Regions from separate parts of the Mus musculus genome. Here all the other regions are linked to region 2. Evidence: chromatin contacts called from public ChIA-PET and promoter capture Hi-C data. All regions are on one chromosome and are shown on one strand. The core of a region is the stretch at or near the end of the contact, and the rest is flanking DNA. Distances in the headings are between cores, read along the strand shown. Region 1 holds the start of Gcat (glycine C-acetyltransferase (2-amino-3-ketobutyrate-coenzyme A ligase)). Region 2 holds the start of Tmem184b (transmembrane protein 184b). Region 3 holds the start of Micall1 (microtubule associated monooxygenase, calponin and LIM domain containing -like 1). Region 4 holds the start of Polr2f (polymerase (RNA) II (DNA directed) polypeptide F).

Region 1 (4,662 bases), core at 1,288-3,787, 370 kb after region 2:
CAACTGTAAGGCATTTTCTCAATTAGTGATCAAGGGGGAAAGGCCCCTTGTGGGTGGGACCATCTCTGGGCTGGTAGTCTTGGTTCTATAAGAGAGCAGGCTAAGTAAGCCAGGGGAAGCAAGCCAGTAAAGAATATCCCTCCATCGCCTCTGCATCAGCTCCTGCTTCCTGACCTGCTTGAGTTCCAGTCCTGACTTCCTTGGTGATGAACAGCAGTATGGAAGTGTAAGCTGAATAAACCCTTTCCTCCCCAACTTGCTTCTTGGTCATGATGTTTGTGCAGGAATAGGAATAGAAACCCTGACTAAGACACACCCCTTTAATCCCAGCACACAGGAGACAGAGGCAGGTGGATCTCTGGACAGAGTAAACGGGGGGGGGGGGGGGGGGGAGAAGGAGGAGGAAGAAGAAGAAAAAAAAGAATAGGAAGAACCTGCAAAGACCATACGCTAGGTCCTGGGACAGGGCCAGAGGAAGTCTACTTGGATTTGTCCTTGAGAGGCAACAGCTGCACAAAAGATCCCATTCTAGGGAGAGGCCAGGCTTTGAATCCACTGCCACAGTACATGGATTATACATGTACACAGGAGGATTATAAGAGGTTTGTCCCTCTCTGCTTTGTACCTTGAAGGATGAGAAGTTTAAACCCTGGCTTTGAATGACATTCCATCTAAGGGGATCCCAGACCTTCCTCACATTTCTGCAGCCTCAGGACTATGATCATCTCGGTTTTCCTTTTCTTGATTGTCAAAGGGGCCTGGGTCCTCCAGTTCCAATGACCATACATCTGCTGCCATAGCACTGCATCTCCAGAGGGGTGTCCCAGAGACCTCAGCTATCCATGGCTTAAAAAGCTAATAAGGTGGGGCTGGAGAGATGGCTCATCGGTTAAGAGCACTGAGTGCTCTTCCAGAGGACCGGGGTTTAATTCCCAGCACGTACACGACAGCTCACAAATGTCTTTAACTCCAATATCTGACACCCTCACAAAGACATACATGTAGACAAACACACCAATGCACATAAAGTAAAAGTAAACACATAGCCTACGAACTTGATTCTCCCAATGTCTCATCATTTGTGTGTGGTGTGAGTGCTGGGAATTGAACCCACAGCCTCATGTGAGCTGGGTAAGCGCTCTGCCACTGAGCCACATCCCCAACCTACTGATTATATATCTCTCTGAAATCACTCCGGGAGAGCTGTTTGGTCCGGCTGAAGGTATTGTTAGAAGACAAGAGGTTCATTTTATGGTTCTCTTTAGGGAAAGACAGGTACAGGCATGAGAACTTCTGCAGCCTTAGTCCCCTTACTTGCTTAAGACTTTAGCCTCATGGCTGGTGAGATGGCTCAGTGGGTAAGAGCACCCGACTGCTCTTCCGAAGGTCCAGAGTTCAAATCCCAGCAACCACATGGTGGCTCACAACCATCTGTAACAAAATCTGACTCCCTCTTCTGGAGTGTCTGAAGACAGCTACAGTGTATTTACATATAATAATAAATAAATCTTAAAAAAAAAAAGACTTTAGCCTCTTGGGAGGAAGCTGGTCTTCCACTCCAATATCCTGGGACACTGGAGCTGACCAGTGAAGGGTCTGGGGAAATCTACTTGTATTTCACCTTCTTCCTTTCTTATTTATTTATGTTTTTTGAGACAGGGTTTCTCTGTATAGACCTGAATGCTGGGATAACAGCATATTTCCTTTCCCTAAAAATTGGTCTCTCAAACCAGGCTTGGTGCTGTATGTCTTTGATCTCAGCAATTTGGATGCTGAGATCAATTTGGAGGCTGAGGCTAGCCTGGTCTACAGAGCAGGTTCCAGGACAGCCAGGACTACACAGAGAAACCCTGTCTCAAAAAACCAAGGGGGGGGGGGGGAATGGTCCCTCTTGCATACAGATGCCATCATGAGTAAAGGTGCAGCAACTGGAGCCCTTCACACACATCTGCTCAAGGAAAGTTTTGTTCCAGTCACTCCTCCTGGAAACTAGGTGTAGGGAGCTGAGGCAGCTGGATATCGCTCTCTTTTTCTCATAGGGTGGGGTCTCAGTGCAGCCTAGCTCTCTCACCCAAAAGGTGCTGACGGATTAAAATCACCTCCCTCCTTTGAAACAGGTTTAAACAGGTGGAGTTAACACAAGGAGGCCATAGTGTGCCCCAGACAGACCAGCAGCTAAGAGTGCACGTGCCTCTCCCACACCCACCCTAGGGCCTCCATTCACATGCAAGCCTTGGAAGGGCTCTTGGCCTCCTGACCAGGTACGAGGACTCTCAGGAGGGGAAGTTACCTCCCGAGATGCCGTCCACGCGGATGCTCGGTCCCTGGCGGGACGTGATCACACGCTCACTCTTCCAGGTGCCGGCTCCGCGGATCCCTTCCAGTTCGCTGTCCAGGATGCAGCGCAACTGAGCCAGCGCTGAATGTGCGCGGCGGCCAGGGGACAGCGCCCCGTGCCACATGAAGCTGGCCCACATCGCGCCCACAGGCTAAAGTGCGCTGGCCAGCCTGAAGTCTAGTGCTCCCCGTCACGTGACGTGGGCAGGGCCCCGGCAGCAAATCAGAACAACAGGAGCTCACTTTAAAAGGATGGGAGACTCCACCCGCGGGCGGAGCCTGACAGCGTCGGCCCGCCAAGAAAGGATTGATTTGTAAGTCGACACCCGGGAGGTCCGCGATGGGGAAGCTGAGTAGGCGGAGAAAGCGACTTCAACGCCTCTCCTCCCGAGACCTTGCCTACACACCTACCTCTCCCGAAGACCCACCTACGTGCCCAGCTGACCCTCCTGTTGGAGCGTCCCTGTCACTCCAAAGCTTTGCTATTCTCTGGCGCGAACGTGGCGTCCCCACATTGCCCGTCAGATCGCTCCTCTCTCCTCCAGTTAAAGAAAAACGCACCACTCAGATTTTTTCCTTTCCAGTTTTATTTTAAAGTTTTAAAATTACAACCACAGTAATTTCTCCCGGGCACTAGTTACACTTGTTTAAAAAGGGGTGGGGTAGGGTGCGCGAGTTTCTAATTTTATTAAAATAAGAGAAAGACAACTGTACAGATTTTTTTCTCCCAGCTCCCGAAGTGAGACTAAGTCCTAGTCTTAGATATGGATATATACATATACACACATGCACACAATCCTGCCTCTCTAAAGCTACCTAGCAAATTCGAATCAACTGGAGTATGTCTTACAGTCCACTCCCTGCCTCTCCCCCTCCTCCGCTACTTAGAAAAAAAACTCAAAGAGTAAAAGAGGTTGGAGGGTTTTAAGTGGCAGCTGGTAGACCTGAAGCGGCACCAAGCAAAGCCACATCTTACACAGGAAAGGGAAGAAAGGAAACGTACAAAGTCCTGCTAGGACGCAATCCATCAATCGTGTGGAAAAAACCCAAGTTTCCATAGGCACACTGAGGCACTTGGCTGATTACCCACCCCTCCCCCTAAGTCCACTCGCATTTAACCAGAGACTACTGAAAAAGACCCCTCCTTCCCAATGGCTAGATCCTGGTTGTGAGAAGCTATGGCTTCTCTAACCAGCTGTCACTTGGACCCCTTTGCCCCTTTAGACAATGGGGAGGCACTAGGGCAGAAGAGAAAAAGCAACCAGGTCTCCAACTTACCACCGTTGGTAGGGCAGCCCCAGGGAATTTTCCCTCCCTCCTTGGCCAGCTAGGTGGGGTGTCACCTGCTCCCCATCAAAGGTTTTGAAAAGCTCACGAGGGACAAGCAGTCTAAGAAAGTCTTGGAAGACAAACCTTAGTTCCTGGGTCCCCTCACCTAGCCAGAACTTTGCCAGTTCCTTCATAGTAAACAAACCACCGACTGAAACACACATCCTCCCCCCTCCCATCCCTAACCCCGTAAGAAGGTTAATATCAAATCAAGAAAAAAGTACGTCTCCATCATTACAAAGATGAGGTCTGTTTGCTGTCCTTGCACAATAGGTTAAGGAAAAAGGAGTCATTCCACAATGTCTGTATGAGGGATCCAAACTCTGTCCTCTTTAATAAAGTCAGAATAGAATGGGCAAAGGGTTGCAGATGGAATCAAGTGAGGAAATGTATTTACAGAAAACAGGAGGGAGGAAGGAGTGTCCCCAAGCAAAGTCTTCACTTCTTCTTGCTGGCCCTCTTGGCACTCGACTTGGCTTTGGGCTTCACGGTTTTGGCCTTCTTGGGTTTGGAGGCCTTGACTGGTTTGACTTTGACAACCTTGGGCTTTTTGGCTTTCTTGGGCGTGGCAGCCGGCTTCTTCTTGGCCTTCTTGACAGGGGTGGCTTTGGGTTTCTTGCTTGGGGCTTTGGAGGCAGCCTTCTTGGGCTTGGCTGCCTTCTTTGGAGTGGCCACTTTCTTGACTTCCTTCTTGGTCTTCTTGAAAGCCACCGACCTTTTGGGCTCATCGCCCTTGGCCAGCCTGAAGGACCCCGAGGCGCCCACCCCTTTGGTTTGCTTGAGAACACCGGTGGTCACTAGGCGCTTGATGGACAACTTGATCTGGGAGTCGGCGTTCTCACCCACCTTGTAGTGGCTCTTGATATACTTTTGGATGGACTGGCGCGAGGAGCCGGCACGGTTCTTCTCTGCCTGGATAGCAGCCACGATCATGTCTGAATACTTGGGGTGGTCCGTGGACTTCTTGGAAGCCTTGGCCCGTTTGGGCTTCGCCGC
Region 2 (4,747 bases), core at 1,401-3,900:
CCTGTCTCGAAAAAACAAACAAAACAAACAAACAAACAAAAAAACCCAAAACCAAACCAAACAAACAAACAAGCAAAAAACCCCCCAAAACCAAAAAACCTGACTAAGACAAAAGAGGTCATTTCATCTCTCTGTCTACAGGATTTCTCTACATAGCCCTGGCTGTCCTGGAACTCATTCTGTAGATCAGGTTGGCTTCAAACTCACAGGGATCCACCTGCCTCTGCCTCCCTAGTGCTGGGAACAAAGGCGTGCGCTGCTATCACTCATCTTATTTATTTCTTTGAGTGACTGTCTCACTATGTAGCCATGGCTGGTCTAGAACTTGCTACATAGACCAGGCTAACCTTGAACTCACAGAGATCTACTTAGTGCTCCTGCTTCCGATATGATGCATTTAAAGGCTACTATTCTTGGCTTTTTTTGTCTTTGAAAAAATTTTATCTATTTATTTAGTGTGTGTGTGTGTGTGTGTGTGTGTGTGCACTCATGTCACTGTGTGTGCCTCTAGGTCAGAGCTGGTTTTCTCCTTCAGTCATGTAGTCATGAGGGCTGAACTCAGGCCCCTCAAGTACCCCGAGCTTCCCCCTTAGGACCTAGCTATTATATTTGTCCATGTTACAGATACTTTCAGTACGTGCTTGCCAGTACTCCCAGTGCAGCATACTAATTTTCATCAGGAAACAAGAAACTGTCAGACATCTTCATCCTTGCTGCATGCACTTTTCCTGGGGAGACATGAACAAATGTCTCCTCATCCCAGGGAAGGGACTGACCACAGAATAAAGGAATGATTCTGCTCCATCTAGCTTGGTTAAAGAACAGTCAACGAGTCTGTCAGCTGCTTATAGGAGCAAGAGTGAACGGTTGCTTCTTAAGGGTGATTAAAAACAGACAAACAAACAAACAAAAAAGAAGAAAGAAATAAGTCCCAGTCCAGCATGGGTAATGAGCCCCCCCCCCCCCCAGCTTTATGGGAGTGGCTTGCTTCTAGAATTTTCTACCTCCCAAGAATTCTTAACTCCCAAAGGTCATTTGGGGACAGGGGTGAGGGGAGGGGAATTACATATTACAGATGCCAGTAACCCCACCCCTCACCCACATTGCCATAGTATGACCAATAAACTCACAGGTTCATGGAGGGAGATGTGTAGAATCTTTGGTTTGTTTGGGTGCCTTCCTATTTGGGGCACGTATCTCCCCAAAGTTAATGCAACAGTCTGTTCACTAGGAAGATGGATAATAAGATAGGAAAACAATCGATACGTGTTAGAAATGAACTTTTATTAGGAGAACAGGGCACAGTGAGATGTTGACTATGGACTGCAGGTGAGGGGCTCAGCAATCTTACTCTGGGAAGGAGGTATTTGTCTCAGAACAATCCTGCTTCAGCTTCCCTAGTAAAGCCAGCCAAGCAAGACTTTGAAGACATGTCTGGGGAAACTGTAGCCCCAGCAGAGGGGACAGCAGGTGCAAAGGCATGGAAGCTGAATGCTTGTACTTGGTTGTAGGGAAAGCAAGAGGTCAGTGTTCAGGAAAAGGAGATGAGGCCAGGCATGCCTGCGGAGGGTGATGCTGGATCAAGGCTGTGCAGAGATCTGCAGATGTTGGCTTCATTTGGAATGGCATGAGGAACTAATTAAGGGTTTTGAGCAAAGTGCCATATAGTTCATCTTGGGTGGGTTCGTTTGTTTGTTTACTTTGGTGCAAAGAATTATATTGAGGGTCTGGTGAATGGTAAGCAAGCATTCCTCCAACGATTTGGATTTTTAAAGGAATCCCTGATTCTCACATTGGCACAGACCCGCCGAGGACAAGGTTGGAAAATCGGGCTAAGTAGATGCTCACAGTACCTGGGCAGAGCCTGGACATGACAGCAGTTCAGTAGTGTGGAGGTCAGAGTCTAGGGATACAGGATGTCTTGCCCAAGCTGATGGGACGAGGGGGAGAGGGAGGGCAGCACTCAAGGATAATACTAGACTTTCTGGCTTGAAGACTGGAAGCAGGGATTGGGGAATGCTGTGAAGAAGAAATGTGTGTGGAGGGGAAAGCAGCTGAGCCCGCTAAGTAAGAGGCGTCGGTAGACATTTGGAGCTGGAGATAAAAATAAACTTGGTTGCATATTACACATTTCAGTCATCTGGGTAAGACGAGGACCTCACAAATCAAAGTGGGGTAGGGGCTGGAATGACTCCTCTAGAATCGGTTCGTTAGGCTGCTAGGAATGAGGTGGGGCAGCTCCACTAGAGCAGTTTCATTTTGCATAACTATACAAAACGTTCCGTGGAAGTCCGTTCCACAGTCTCACACTCACCCTCCCTGTCTCAAACGTCAACTAGATTTCGTTTCACCTTCAGCGTTGGCATATACAAGGCTTTCAGAGAATTGAAACTCAAGCTAGCTCGCGAGTGTCCGGGACAGTCTGTATCCCGCGGGTCAGACTGTGCATCCCAGGACTGTGGTGGGTGGGACTGGACTAGGAAACCTGGGCCCTGGGTCTCTCGCGGTGCGTTTGCGAGTTGCAAGAGGACCTCACCATTCTCCTGACCCGAGATTGCGCGTGGTGCTTCGCAGCGCGCGGCCCCTTTAAGGCTCGGCGAGTGACCTCAGCGGCGCGCTCCGGCCCCGCCCCCGCCAGCGGCGTTCCTAGTGCGCAGGCGCGGCGCGGCGGTACCCGGCGGGGCTCGGGACGCGCCAGCGGCGGCCGAGATACCGGGCTGCGGCGCCGCCTGCTCCGCCTGCAGTCTCCAGCGCCATGGGCTCCTGAGGTACCCGGGCGGCGGATGCACGGGATGAACGGGGACCGGGCGGGGGCTGCACCTTGGGGAGAACTCCACTCTGGGGACTTCCCGCGGGGAGGCAGGGACTCGGAGGCCCCCAAGCGGCCCGTGGGTGTGCCCGCTTCGCCAGCGTGGCGGGGCCCTGAGTGTAACCGGACCTGCTCGTGGGGGAGTCGGGGTGGGCGGCGCGGGGCCCAGCCTCTTACCGATGGGACTGTGCGCACCGCGGTGGGTGTGCTGCAGCCTGGCACGACCGAACGGGGCGGGGAGACGTCGGTCCTCAGTGCAGTGGCTTTGACCTGGCCCGGTGGTCGGCCCTTGAGACGGTACATGCGTAAATGGGGGTGTGCGCGCGCTTTGCACACAGGTCAGTAGATTTGAAGGGGGATAGGGATCTGGGGCTCCCAGGATGCTGGGTGTTCAAAGGAACCCTAGAGATTGGTTTGGGTGTGTGGTGCCTGTTTGCCTGGGCACGCCCTTGGACACCTTGCTTGGATGCTTAGCTTGGGGCTAAGGAGCTCCAGGCAGTGGCAAAGCTAGGGAGTCTGGGGAACGGGCTCGGATTTTTAGTTTGTATCCTTTCTTGGAGGACTGTATGAGGCGGGACATCTCATCCCTCCCTCCTTGGAGGCCTTGGTGGGGCAAAGCAGGTGTCTGCCTGCCTGATACCTGGGTGTGAGGTGAAGGTCTATGTATTATTCATCTGGCTGCCAGGTGCTTTATGTAAGGAGAGAAGTAGCAATCTGTGCCCTGGAGGCAAGTGCTGCAGACTCAGCCAACACACACACACACACACACACACACACACACCCCACCAGCATCAGCAGCAGGGGGAGGTGCAGGTCTCCACGGTCTGGCTTTTTTGACAGGCTGTTTGCAGCATCCCTCTTCGTGTCAACAAGTTTGGTGGGCCCTTGGGCTCGGCACATCTGAGTATCTTGAGAGTTCTGTGCAGGGCCGGAGTTGGAACCCTTGGGTGTGGGAGCCCCAGAAGCTAGACTGGTGCTCACCCCGCACACAGATGTGAGGATCGAGGCATCGAAGAGCTCTCAGGTGCTTGGGGCAGAATCAGAATTGGAAAGAATCACAGGGATTCCAGAAACAGAAGACAAAAGACTGAGGAGTATGGAGGTGGATTCAGTGCTGGGGGGTGGGGGGTGGGGGGGATGGACAAGCCAGCAAAAAAAAAAAAAAAAAAAAAAAAAAAGGAAAAAGAAAAAAAAAGGCTTCAGTACAAAGGGACAGTCGAGCCAAAGCTGGGTGACTAACATTCCTCAGAGACTTCTTGCTTTCCATGTGTATTTTCCCAGTTTGTTCTCAGGGCAGCTGTGCCAATAATGTATCGGGCATAGATGTGGGTTAGGAAACTGAGGCAGCAGGTCAAGGCGGGTGGGGTGGGACGGGATGGGGATTAAGTGACTCCCTTGTCAGTGTGGGACTAGTAGGCTCTGGTAGCATCCTTCATCCCTGGGTCTTGCCCAAGTTGCCTTGTAACTTACTGAGCATCTACTATGCGCCCGGCTGAGGGCTGTCTCCCGGCCCTGCTGGCTCACTGCTCTCCCTGATGTCCCTGGAGTAGAACACAGAGGAACAGGATCTAATACCTTCTTCTAGAGGCTCCCAGTCTGCTGCGGAGGTGGACATAGATAGCGACCCCACTGGCCAGTGTGGGTGGTGGGGCTCTAAATACTCCCCTAAGAGCCATAGGTGACCTGGGCGTCCTTGTGTAATCCTGGGGGATGCCTTGTAGATTGCTCCCAGGGTGGTGGGGTTGGACTAGGGAGGAGAGAAGAGCTTCCGGGTGGGAGGGGATCAGTGGGCAGCTTGTCCTAGTTCTGTGGACCAGGCCTGTCGGCTGGCTGCTCTCTCCCATTTTTTCCCCTCTTTTGGTCCTGTGCACTGGATCGGGACCTCAGGCACTCTGGGCAGGCAGTGTGCTGCTGAGCCGTGTCCTCGGCCCTCCAGGA
Region 3 (4,455 bases), core at 662-3,161, 290 kb after region 2:
AGCCCCACTACTACCCTAGTCTGTTAGCACAGGGTCCCATAGCTCTAAAACCCAGCTCCCTTCTGCATCCACAGGCCTAAAACCCTATCTTCCAAGGCCCTGGGACACTTGTACCACTGAAGACAGCAAAGCAAGTTAGAGTTGGGCAATCCTTTCAGGGCCCTCCCACACCCTGTCTTATGGAAACATAAGACATAAGCCTGAGAGGGGAGAGAGAGAAGGTTCTGGAAGCTGGAGAAGCCCTCCCAGGAGTCTGTCAACAAAACAGGACCAACTGTTCTAGTTATGAGATTGGCTACTGAAACCTGGAGCAGGAGAAAGACGGGCACCAGATGAACTGCCACTCTCGGCTTTATGAACACATTAAATGAACGAATGAAAGAAAGAGATCCCAGGGCTAAGGGAAGAAAGCTGAGTAGAAGGCCGCCTCGGTTGGTTGTCCTGTGGGTCTGATTATATTTTCCGGGGAGACCCTTCTGAGAAGCTCAGGTAGGAGGGATCCACATTCCAGCCGGAAGCTTCAGATTGGCAGTTGTCAGCTGCACTAGAGACCTCCCCTGCCTGGCTCCTAATTTCTGCTCCATCTTTGTTCCCCACTGTAACCAGCAGAGCCGCGGGACCATACACCTAGACAGATTCCTATCGAGGTGGTTTGGGGAAGTAGTGTACCCGCAGTCACCTGACAGCCATTTAGCTAGGAACCCTGTGCCAGAAACGGGGTTAGTGCCCTACAGAGTATCTGCCCAAAGTGCCTTACAAAAGCTTTCTCCTCCATCCCTCTAGGTTCTTTGCGCCTTAAATGTAAATGGCAAACTAGCTGAAGAGAGAATTAAAACTAATGACCTACATTCCCACGGAAGTCCCACAAAATATGGGACTTGCTGTGCCGGATGATAGCCGCTTATCTATAGAAAGGAATGGGGTTTGTCTTCTAGGGGAGGGAAGGATGGGGAAGTGAGTAAAGCCGAAGCCCGGCAGCTTCTCCCAGGTAGGAAGTGATCTGGGGCCGCATTCTTTCTGAAGACCCTTTCCGGTAGGTGCCCTTACAAAGATGTAAATTTCTATTAGAAAGAAGTCAGCCTCCCAGAGCACCCGGGGACCAGCTCGAACTTAAAGGAAGCCTAACTGGGGGAGTGGCATATTCTCATCTCCTACAGTCAAGTTTGGGGTTACTATGCTCTGACGCCAATGGAGGAAGCGAGGCTCAGTATTTCTGCTGGAGCCTAGAGTAACGACGTCCCGAAGGACGGGTCAGAGTTCCCTCTTAGAGGTCAGAGCCTGACACCAGTGGCCCGAGGTGGGGGAGGGGGTGCACGGTCTTGGGGTCTCGGGTGGCCCTGCTCCGCGTTCAGAAGCGGCGGGTGTGAGGTCCCGGACCTCTCAGGGCGGCGCGTGCCACCGCGTCATTGAGGGGAGCGGCGGTCCCCAGCCCCGCGTGCTCGCTCGCGCACCCCGGGCACTCACAGCAGGTCGGGCCGGTGCCGGTGCAGGATGGCGCAGAAAGCCAGGCCGTCCCGGAAGGAGCTGCTCAGGTCGCGGATGTCCACGCCGCGGTAGCCCTCGCACTGGCGGCGACACCAGGCCAGGAGAGCGCCCCGCGGCCCCGCCATGGCAGGCCCGGCTCGGAGACGGCCCGGACTGGGGCTCGGACTTGGGCTCCGGTTCGTGTGGCTCCGACTCGGGGTCAGGTGGCACTGGGCTGCCGCTTGCGCTCCGGCAGGGCCAGTTTCCGGCTGTGTCTGCGGCGCGGCTCGGAGGTCGGGGCGCCACCGGCGGCCGGGGCGGGGCCTCGGTGTCTTCGCTCCGCTCTGGCGCGGCTAGGGCTGCGGACTCGGCTCCCGACCCCGCCCGGCCAGCCTGCCCCGACCTGCCCGCGAAGCCTCCGCCCCGCGTGGCCCGGCCCGGGCGGCCGCCGCTTACTCACCGCGGCCCGCTGTCCTCATTGTGGGCCGGCCGCGGGCGCCCACCGCCTCCGTCCCCGCCCCTGCCCGCCCGCGTCGCGGGGGAGCGCGAGGAGGATGGGGCCCCACCCTGCGGCCCCGCCCCCGCCGTCGAGCCCCTTCCCCGGAAGGGCGGACGCCCCACATAGCCCCTCTCCTCCAGATCGAGTCAACCCTTCCCTTGGGGAGCCCCTCCTGGAAGAAGGGACAACTCCTCGCTGGCTAGCCCCTCCCCAACGCCACCCCGCAGTCTCCCCAGGCCCTCCTACCCCAAGAGGTGGGACACTCTGGCTTTGCTGCTAGCCTGCCTCAAGCTCACCCTTAGGAACCTTCAGATTCTCCTCACTGACTTCTCTGAACCACACCCACGACTGGTCTGAAAGTCGAGGCACTTTCCCCACAGATCCCAGACCTCCAGATGGCCACCAGCTTTCTTCCATACCCCACCGCGCTACAACACTTCGAACGCCCGCCCCTCCCCCCACGGCCTGCCTAGGGGATCCAAACACCTTTACTACCACCAGGCCAGAGAGCTATGTAGTATGACAGGCTGGGGACCCCACAACCAAGTTGGTCCTTTCTGGTTCCCTCTCTCCGTGTAAACTAGGGGATCATAGATCCTTCCGGGGCTCTGTCTCTTCAACTTTTAGAATGGCTGGGCTCTTGCTGAAAGGACCTAGAAACCGACACAGAGGAAAACCTCTGCTTCCAACGCCTGGTTTGATAGTTTCTTCAAGACCCCACCAGGAGACCCCTCCCCCAGAGGCGCCTCCTAAATAAACCCAGGCTGATGAATCAGCCCCGCAGAGATGGTGACATCACTCTGACCTATGTGTAGCTTGTAGGAATGAGTCTGCTGCTCCCTTCTGAGGGAATGAACAGGGTTTTAGTCATCTGAAACAGGATTTTGGAGTTCTGTTAACCCAGGCTCAAATCCTGGTTCCCTCCCTCCCCAGCAACGTGATCTTGTGTCACCTTGAATTATAGTTTCATATCTTGAAAATGAAGATAGAGCCTTGTAGTTTATGCCCGAGAGGTGCTTGCCAGCCTGGGCTACAAGAGACTTGTTTCAAAACTTAAAAACTGGGCAGAAGCTGGGCATTGGTGGTGCATGCCTGTAAGCCCAGCACTCGGAGGCAGAGGCAGGTGGATTTCTGAGTTCGAGGCCAACCTGGTCTACAGAGTGAGTTCCAGGACAGCCAGGGCTACACAGAGAAACCCTGTCTTGAAACCGCCCCCCCCCCAAAAAAAAAAACTGGGCAGAATGGCTCAAGTGTTCATACATGGCTTGAAGGAATCCTGAGGTTACAATATAAAACTGTCTCAAAAATAAATTGGAGCCTGATATGGTGGCTACCTTTATCCCAACAATCAAGAGTCAGGTGGGTCTCTGGATGTTGAAGGTAAGCTGGATATAGAGTGAGTTCCAGGACAACCAGAGTTATAGAAACCCTGTCTCCAAATAAATAATAGGGCCAGTAAAATGGCTCATCAGGTAAAGGCCAAACTGTTGATCTGAATTCAATTGTCTACACCCACACGATGGAAAGAGAGAGCCAACTTCCAGAAGTTGAACTCTGACCTCCATGCAGATGTCATGGCACACAAGGCTTCCATAACCATAAACACACATAATGGACACAAGAATAAACGTATGGAAACTGTTGAGAGCACTTGCTGCTCTTCTGTCTGCTGGGTTGCATTTTCAGTCTGGACCTAGCTAACCACAGTAACTCCAGTTCTGGGGACCTGACACCCTGATTCTACAAGCACTGTCTGCATGTGGTATACATACAGGCAAAACACACATACAAAATTAATCTTTAAAAAAGTAATGTATGTATGCTTGAGCCCCGTGAGTTAAATAACTGATACTAGCACTCTATGAGAGGGATTGAAACTTTTATACCTAACTTGTCACTTGGGCCTCTGGGGTCAATTACAAAAGAAAGAGGTTGAATTCTGCTTTCTCAAAGCCCACAGAATCGAATTTCACAATACAGGGTCTGAAGGCACATGGGCCAGCTTCACATCTCTGAGTATGCCTGTAGCTAAAAGGCCAACCTTTGGCCTTCCCTGACACCTCCTGCCAGGTCCCAGTGGAATCAGGGTCCCAGGCACTTCCATTCAATCAACGACTTGGAATTGGATCTTGAAACTTCAGCCTCAAACATCACCCAGGATTCTCCCTAAAAACCCAGAAGGACCTTGATTCTGGGGGTCAGCCTGAGCTATGTGGCAAAACCCTATGCAAAGTATTTAAAAATCCCAGAAATGGTTGTACCACTGGCCTAAAGGGCTGCCTTTAGGTCACCCACAACCTCGATCTCTCCATTGCTTTAATGATAGCTTACACCGCTCAGCCCTTGGCCCCCAACAGCCATCTGTGGGTTTCATAAACCCCATTGCCTGAGTCAGCTTGCTGTGTCATGAAGGATGGACCAACTCAACCAGAGCTGTATGACTGCAGGCCAGATACCTCACCCAGTGAGCCCCAATTTCCTCCCCATAAGGT
Region 4 (4,387 bases), core at 1,569-4,068, 260 kb after region 2:
AGGAGAGAAATATAAACGTGCCAGGGTGGTAGCACACTCCTGTACTCCTAGCATTTGGAAATGGGAAGTGAGAGAACTAGGAGTTTGAGCCCAGCCTGGGCTACATAGTGAGATTTTGTCTCAAGAACAAAAACAAGTGAAGTGTACTTCAGGGCTGGAGCTGTAACTCAAAAGTAGGGTGTGTAGACAGCATGCATGAAGCCGCTGGCACTCACAGCACCAGCACACTACCAGCATCACCTCCCCCTCTTAAAAACAAACAAACAACACACCATTATTCTTTCCCCTCCTGCTACAGCTTAATTCCATATTCCCTTATGGTGGAGAAAACAAACAAACAAACAAACAAACAAAACTACATAAGACCAAGGTGACATTGCCATTTTCATAGCCTAAGGTCACCAGGCTTCTAAAAACATGCTTATTTATTGCTAACGTGCACATGATGCGTGCTCGCGTACAGGCCCACATACACCACCAAGACTCCCTTTTCTGTTCTCTCCTTCTACCAGGGGCTCTAGGGATCAAACCTAGGTTGTTAGGCTCGGGCAGCAAAACTTTCACCTTTAGCCCCTCCTCCATCTCATCAGCCTCCCGTGGTGCACAATGTCTGAGGGAGCTGCCCAAACTCGCTGTCTCCAATTCTTCACTTCCCGAGTCAGAGCCTCACCTCAGTAAGGCTTTCGCCACACCCTCAAGCTCCACAGCCATCCTTCCTGTGCTCACTGATCATCGCACCCCACAACCTCCCCATTGAAAAGTGTCTCTTTGGGCTGGTGAGATGGCTCAGTGGGTAAGGGCACCCGACTGCTCTTCCGAAGGTCTGAAGTTCAAATCCCAGCAACCACATGGTGGCTCACAACCACCCGTAATGAGATCTGGTGCCCTCTTCTGGTGTATCTGAAGACAACTACAGTGTACTTACATATAGTAAATAAATAAATCTTTAAAAAAAAAAGGGGCTGGTGAGATGGCTCAGTGGGTAAGAGCACCCGACTGTTCTTCCAAAGGTCCAGAGTTCAAATCCCAGCAACCACATGGTGGCTCACAACCATCTGTAACGAAATCTGACGCCCTCTTCTGGTGTGTCTGAAGACAGCTACAGTGTACTTACATGTAATAAATAAATAAATCTTTAAAAAAAAAAAAAAAAAAAAAAAGAAAAGTGTCTCTTTGTGCTGCCTGGCTGTCCTGGAACTCACTCTGCAGACAAGGCTGGCCTGGAACTCACTCTGCAGACAAGGCTGGCCTGGAACTGAGAGATTCCCCCCCCCCCCCCCAAGTCTCTGCCCTGAGTGCTGGAATCAAAGGCTTGCACCACCCCCAGCTTCACTAAGGATCTTTACAATGCTGAACCCTTCCCCTGGACAGCCAGCATACCTGGCTCCTCCCTCCTGCCTCCCACTCTGGGGGAGGGGATGCTTTTCTGGGTTCTCTTCCCCCCAAGTCACTCACTCACCATCTCTTCTCTGGTGGCAATCACTGCCCTGGTCAACGCCGTCATCTCTGCTTTCATTGCATTTTTGACTGTATTTTGTATGCTTGTTTTGAAGTCAATCTTACTGCACAGTATGTAACTCAGGCTGGCCTGAGACTCACTATGTTGACATCTAGTTCAGGACAATTCCCCTGCAGTAGCCTCCCAAGTGCTAGGATTACAGGTGTGAACCACCACGCCCAGACTCTGAATTCTGACTGATCTATCAGGACTACCATAGTTCATCTTCTCTCTTGATTAACATATACAGCGTATCAAGAAATCCTTTAGGTTCTATCTTTAAAATATATCAGGATCCAGGCATGGTGGCGCACGCCTGTAATCCAGTGCTCAGGAGGTGAAAGCAGGCAGATCTCTGTAAGTTTGAGGACAGCCAAATCTACACAGTGACTTCCAGACACAGCTAGGACTATGTTGAAAGACTCTGTCTCAGGAAAAAAAAAAAAAAAAAAGAACAAAAATCACCTGGAAAGCAGAGGTAGATGAATCTCTATGTTCGAACCACCTGATATAAGGTTATATTTGGTCTCCAAATAAATAAAATAAAAATATGTCCAGCCGGGTGGTGGTGGCGCACGCCTTTAATCCCAGCACTTGGGGAGGCAGAGGTGGGTGAATTCCTGAGTTCAGCCTGATCTACAAAAGTGAGTTCCAGGACAGCCTGGGCTATACAGAGAAACCCTGTCTCGGAAAAAAAAAAAAAAAATGTCCATAATCCAGCTGGGTCTGGTGGTTCATGCCAGATATATCAACACTTGGGAAGCTGAAGCAGAGGACTGTGTCGAATTCAAAGCCAGCCTTAGCTATATAGTGAATTCCCGGGCAGCCTGGGTTTCAGAGTGAGGCCTTGCCTCAAACAACACTAAACTTCATGCTCTCTAGAGTCTATCCCCACTTCTGCCACCTCTGCTACTATCACACCTAGCCCAAGCCCGCGTCTGCTCCCAGCCTTCCAGGCCATTCTCTGGGTTGCTTTTTCCTTCCTACTTCCACGACTACACAAGCTACACACCTCTGGCATTCCCTTCCAGAAAGAGAGCGCTCAGAGGACAGGGGCCACACGGACTGAACTCTCTGACCACTGTCCCCATTGCTCCGCGAGGTAGGAAGTTCTGAAGACTTCGCCCCACCAACCCAGCAGCTGGGCTAGCCTGTGCTCCAAGAGCCCTGCTCGCACCACGACCTCCCTCCTTCCGTGGCCCGTGCTCACTTGTCCTCGTTGTCTGACATGATGCCTTCTCCGCCCGGGGCGCAGAGCAGAGAACGCGCGCCTTTGCCCCTCGCCGCACCACGCGTAGTTTGCGCTTGCGCCGTGACCCAGGCGCAGTTACTTCCGGGAAGCAGCGGCCGACCAGACGCTAATGCGCGTGCGTGGAGGCGTGTCGCTAGTTACCATGGTAACAAGGAGCGATTAGTGAGGACGCTGACACTCTAGCTCCTTGGAGTTTCTCCGTGCGGAGGGCTCTGTCACGCCCAGGTCATCGCCTAAGGTGAGCGCTCCTCCCCGGACCGTCACGATAGGGACTGTGGTCACTGCGCTGTCCGGAGCCGAGGGGTCGGGCACCAGCTTCTCAGACTCCCAGGTTGCTCGTGATGAGAGGTCCGGATTGCGAAGCGTAACTAGGGCGAGTCATTGCTTCTCTCCCTCCTAGGGCCCTCCCATGGCTTCCCAGGAAAGGGTGGACTCGGTGACCAAAGGAACCGGGTTCCGCCGCTGCCGTAAGCAAGCAGGTTACACGCCGGGGACTTGTGAGCTGCTCAGAGGTCAGTGCATTAGGGGATCAACGACCCGAGCGGTGCGGTTTTTCCTTAAGAGCTTGGGATTCTGAAAGGTTCGGGGAAGAATCAAAGACCAGAGATGGAGAATTTTGGAATGGTTAGTTCATCTTTTACATGCACTTTCAATGAAGCCTATCTCCTCACTGCAGTGGGACCTTCACAGTACCAAATTCAATTCCCTTCACCAGGCTTAGACATTATACAGTCTTAGAGGTGTTTAGTGTCACCTTCTAAATGGTGAACACCACCAGGCAAAGAAACGTGCCTGTTTCTGCTCACAACTGTAGCTCCAGCCTCTGCTACATGAATGAGCATGTATGCACTTAATTATTCAACGACAAAAACCTAATGTGTGATTTGGATATTGTCCTAGGTACTAGGAATAGAGTGTTGAGAGGATTGCAAAGGACAACTCTTGCTCTCAGAAAACTGATAACACAGGAGGGTAACAAGAAAAATGAACAGGAGAAAATTATAGAGCTGAAGGTGTTGCTCAGTGACAGAGTATATTCTAGGCAGATGTGGAGTCTGGGTTTCAGCCCCAGCACACCATACACAAAAAAGTCTGTGTGTGTTACAGTTGGAGAGCTGGCTCAGTGGTTAGGAACATGTACTGCCCTTTGAAAGCTCATTCCCCAGCACCCATGTTAGCCAGTCACCAAAAAAGTGTGTGTGTCTTAGGCATATGTAATGGGAGGATTGCCTGAGCCCAAGAAAAGCTAGCCTAGATAATATAGTAAGAACCTATCCTTGAAATAAAATAAGGACTGGAAAGATGGCTCAGAGATTAAGAGCACTGGCTATTCTCAAGGACCCAAGTTCAATCCCCCACAACCATATCAGGTGGGTCAAAGCAATGTGTAACTCTAGCTTCCTATGAGTCAGTGCCTTTCCCTGCCCTCCACAGGCAGCCATACACGCATAGCTACACACTCACGCACGCGCGCGCGCACACACACACACACACACACACACACACACGACCTTTTATTTTTTAAGATTTGTTTGTTTATTTATTATGGATAGTGTTCGGCCTGCATGTATGCCTGCAGGCCAGAAGAGGGCACCAGATCCCATTACAGATGGTTGTGAGCTTCCACGTGGTTGTTG

Evidence for each region. Promoter capture Hi-C pulls out the DNA fragments that hold promoters and counts their contacts. ChIA-PET counts read pairs in DNA pulled down with a chosen protein or histone mark.
Region 1: a contact with region 2 is called in a promoter capture Hi-C map of neural stem cells. The contact joins the promoter of Gcat here to the promoter of Tmem184b in region 2. A contact is called at or near these places in 3 of 39 promoter capture datasets (liver and neural stem cells) and 1 of 115 datasets of contacts at active chromatin or transcription factors (pancreatic cancer cells).
Region 3: a promoter capture Hi-C map of liver shows a contact between it and region 2, with 2.4 times the contacts expected there. The contact joins the promoter of Micall1 here to the promoter of Tmem184b in region 2. A contact is called at or near these places in 3 of 39 promoter capture datasets (liver, pre-B cells and stem cell-derived epiblast-like cells), 1 of 484 Hi-C or Micro-C datasets (muscle stem cells), 1 of 115 datasets of contacts at active chromatin or transcription factors (pancreatic cancer cells) and 1 of 9 other capture datasets (adipose tissue).
Region 4: a contact with region 2 is called in an RNA polymerase II ChIA-PET map of memory CD8 T cells, with 6 read pairs. The contact joins the promoter of Polr2f here to the promoter of Tmem184b in region 2. A contact is called at or near these places in 3 of 115 datasets of contacts at active chromatin or transcription factors (embryonic stem cells, memory CD8 T cells and pancreatic cancer cells) and 1 of 9 other capture datasets (liver).

The regions. Positions count from the first base shown.
Region 1 is chr15:79,028,749-79,033,410 of GRCm38.p6, reverse strand. It overlaps Gcat (glycine C-acetyltransferase (2-amino-3-ketobutyrate-coenzyme A ligase)), which reads right to left and starts at 2,537. Exons shown (of 9, transcript NM_013847.4): 1 at 2,291-2,537. The coding sequence starts at 2,477. It overlaps H1f0 (H1.0 linker histone), which reads right to left. Exons shown (of 1, transcript NM_008197.3): 1 at 2,907-4,662. The coding sequence ends at 4,105.
Region 2 is chr15:79,401,206-79,405,952 of GRCm38.p6, reverse strand. Tmem184b (transmembrane protein 184b) reads left to right here and starts at 2,650. Exons shown (of 9, transcript NM_172608.1): 1 at 2,650-2,768.
Region 3 is chr15:79,106,439-79,110,893 of GRCm38.p6, reverse strand. Micall1 (microtubule associated monooxygenase, calponin and LIM domain containing -like 1) reads right to left here and starts at 1,911. Exons shown (of 16, transcript NM_177461.1): 1 at 1,465-1,911. The coding sequence starts at 1,610.
Region 4 is chr15:79,139,756-79,144,142 of GRCm38.p6, reverse strand. It overlaps Polr2f (polymerase (RNA) II (DNA directed) polypeptide F), which reads right to left and starts at 2,818. Exons shown (of 5, transcript NM_027231.2): 1 at 2,709-2,818. The coding sequence starts at 2,728. 1700088E04Rik (RIKEN cDNA 1700088E04 gene) reads left to right here and starts at 2,892. Exons shown (of 7, transcript NM_138581.2): 1 at 2,892-2,988; 2 at 3,151-3,262. The coding sequence starts at 3,160.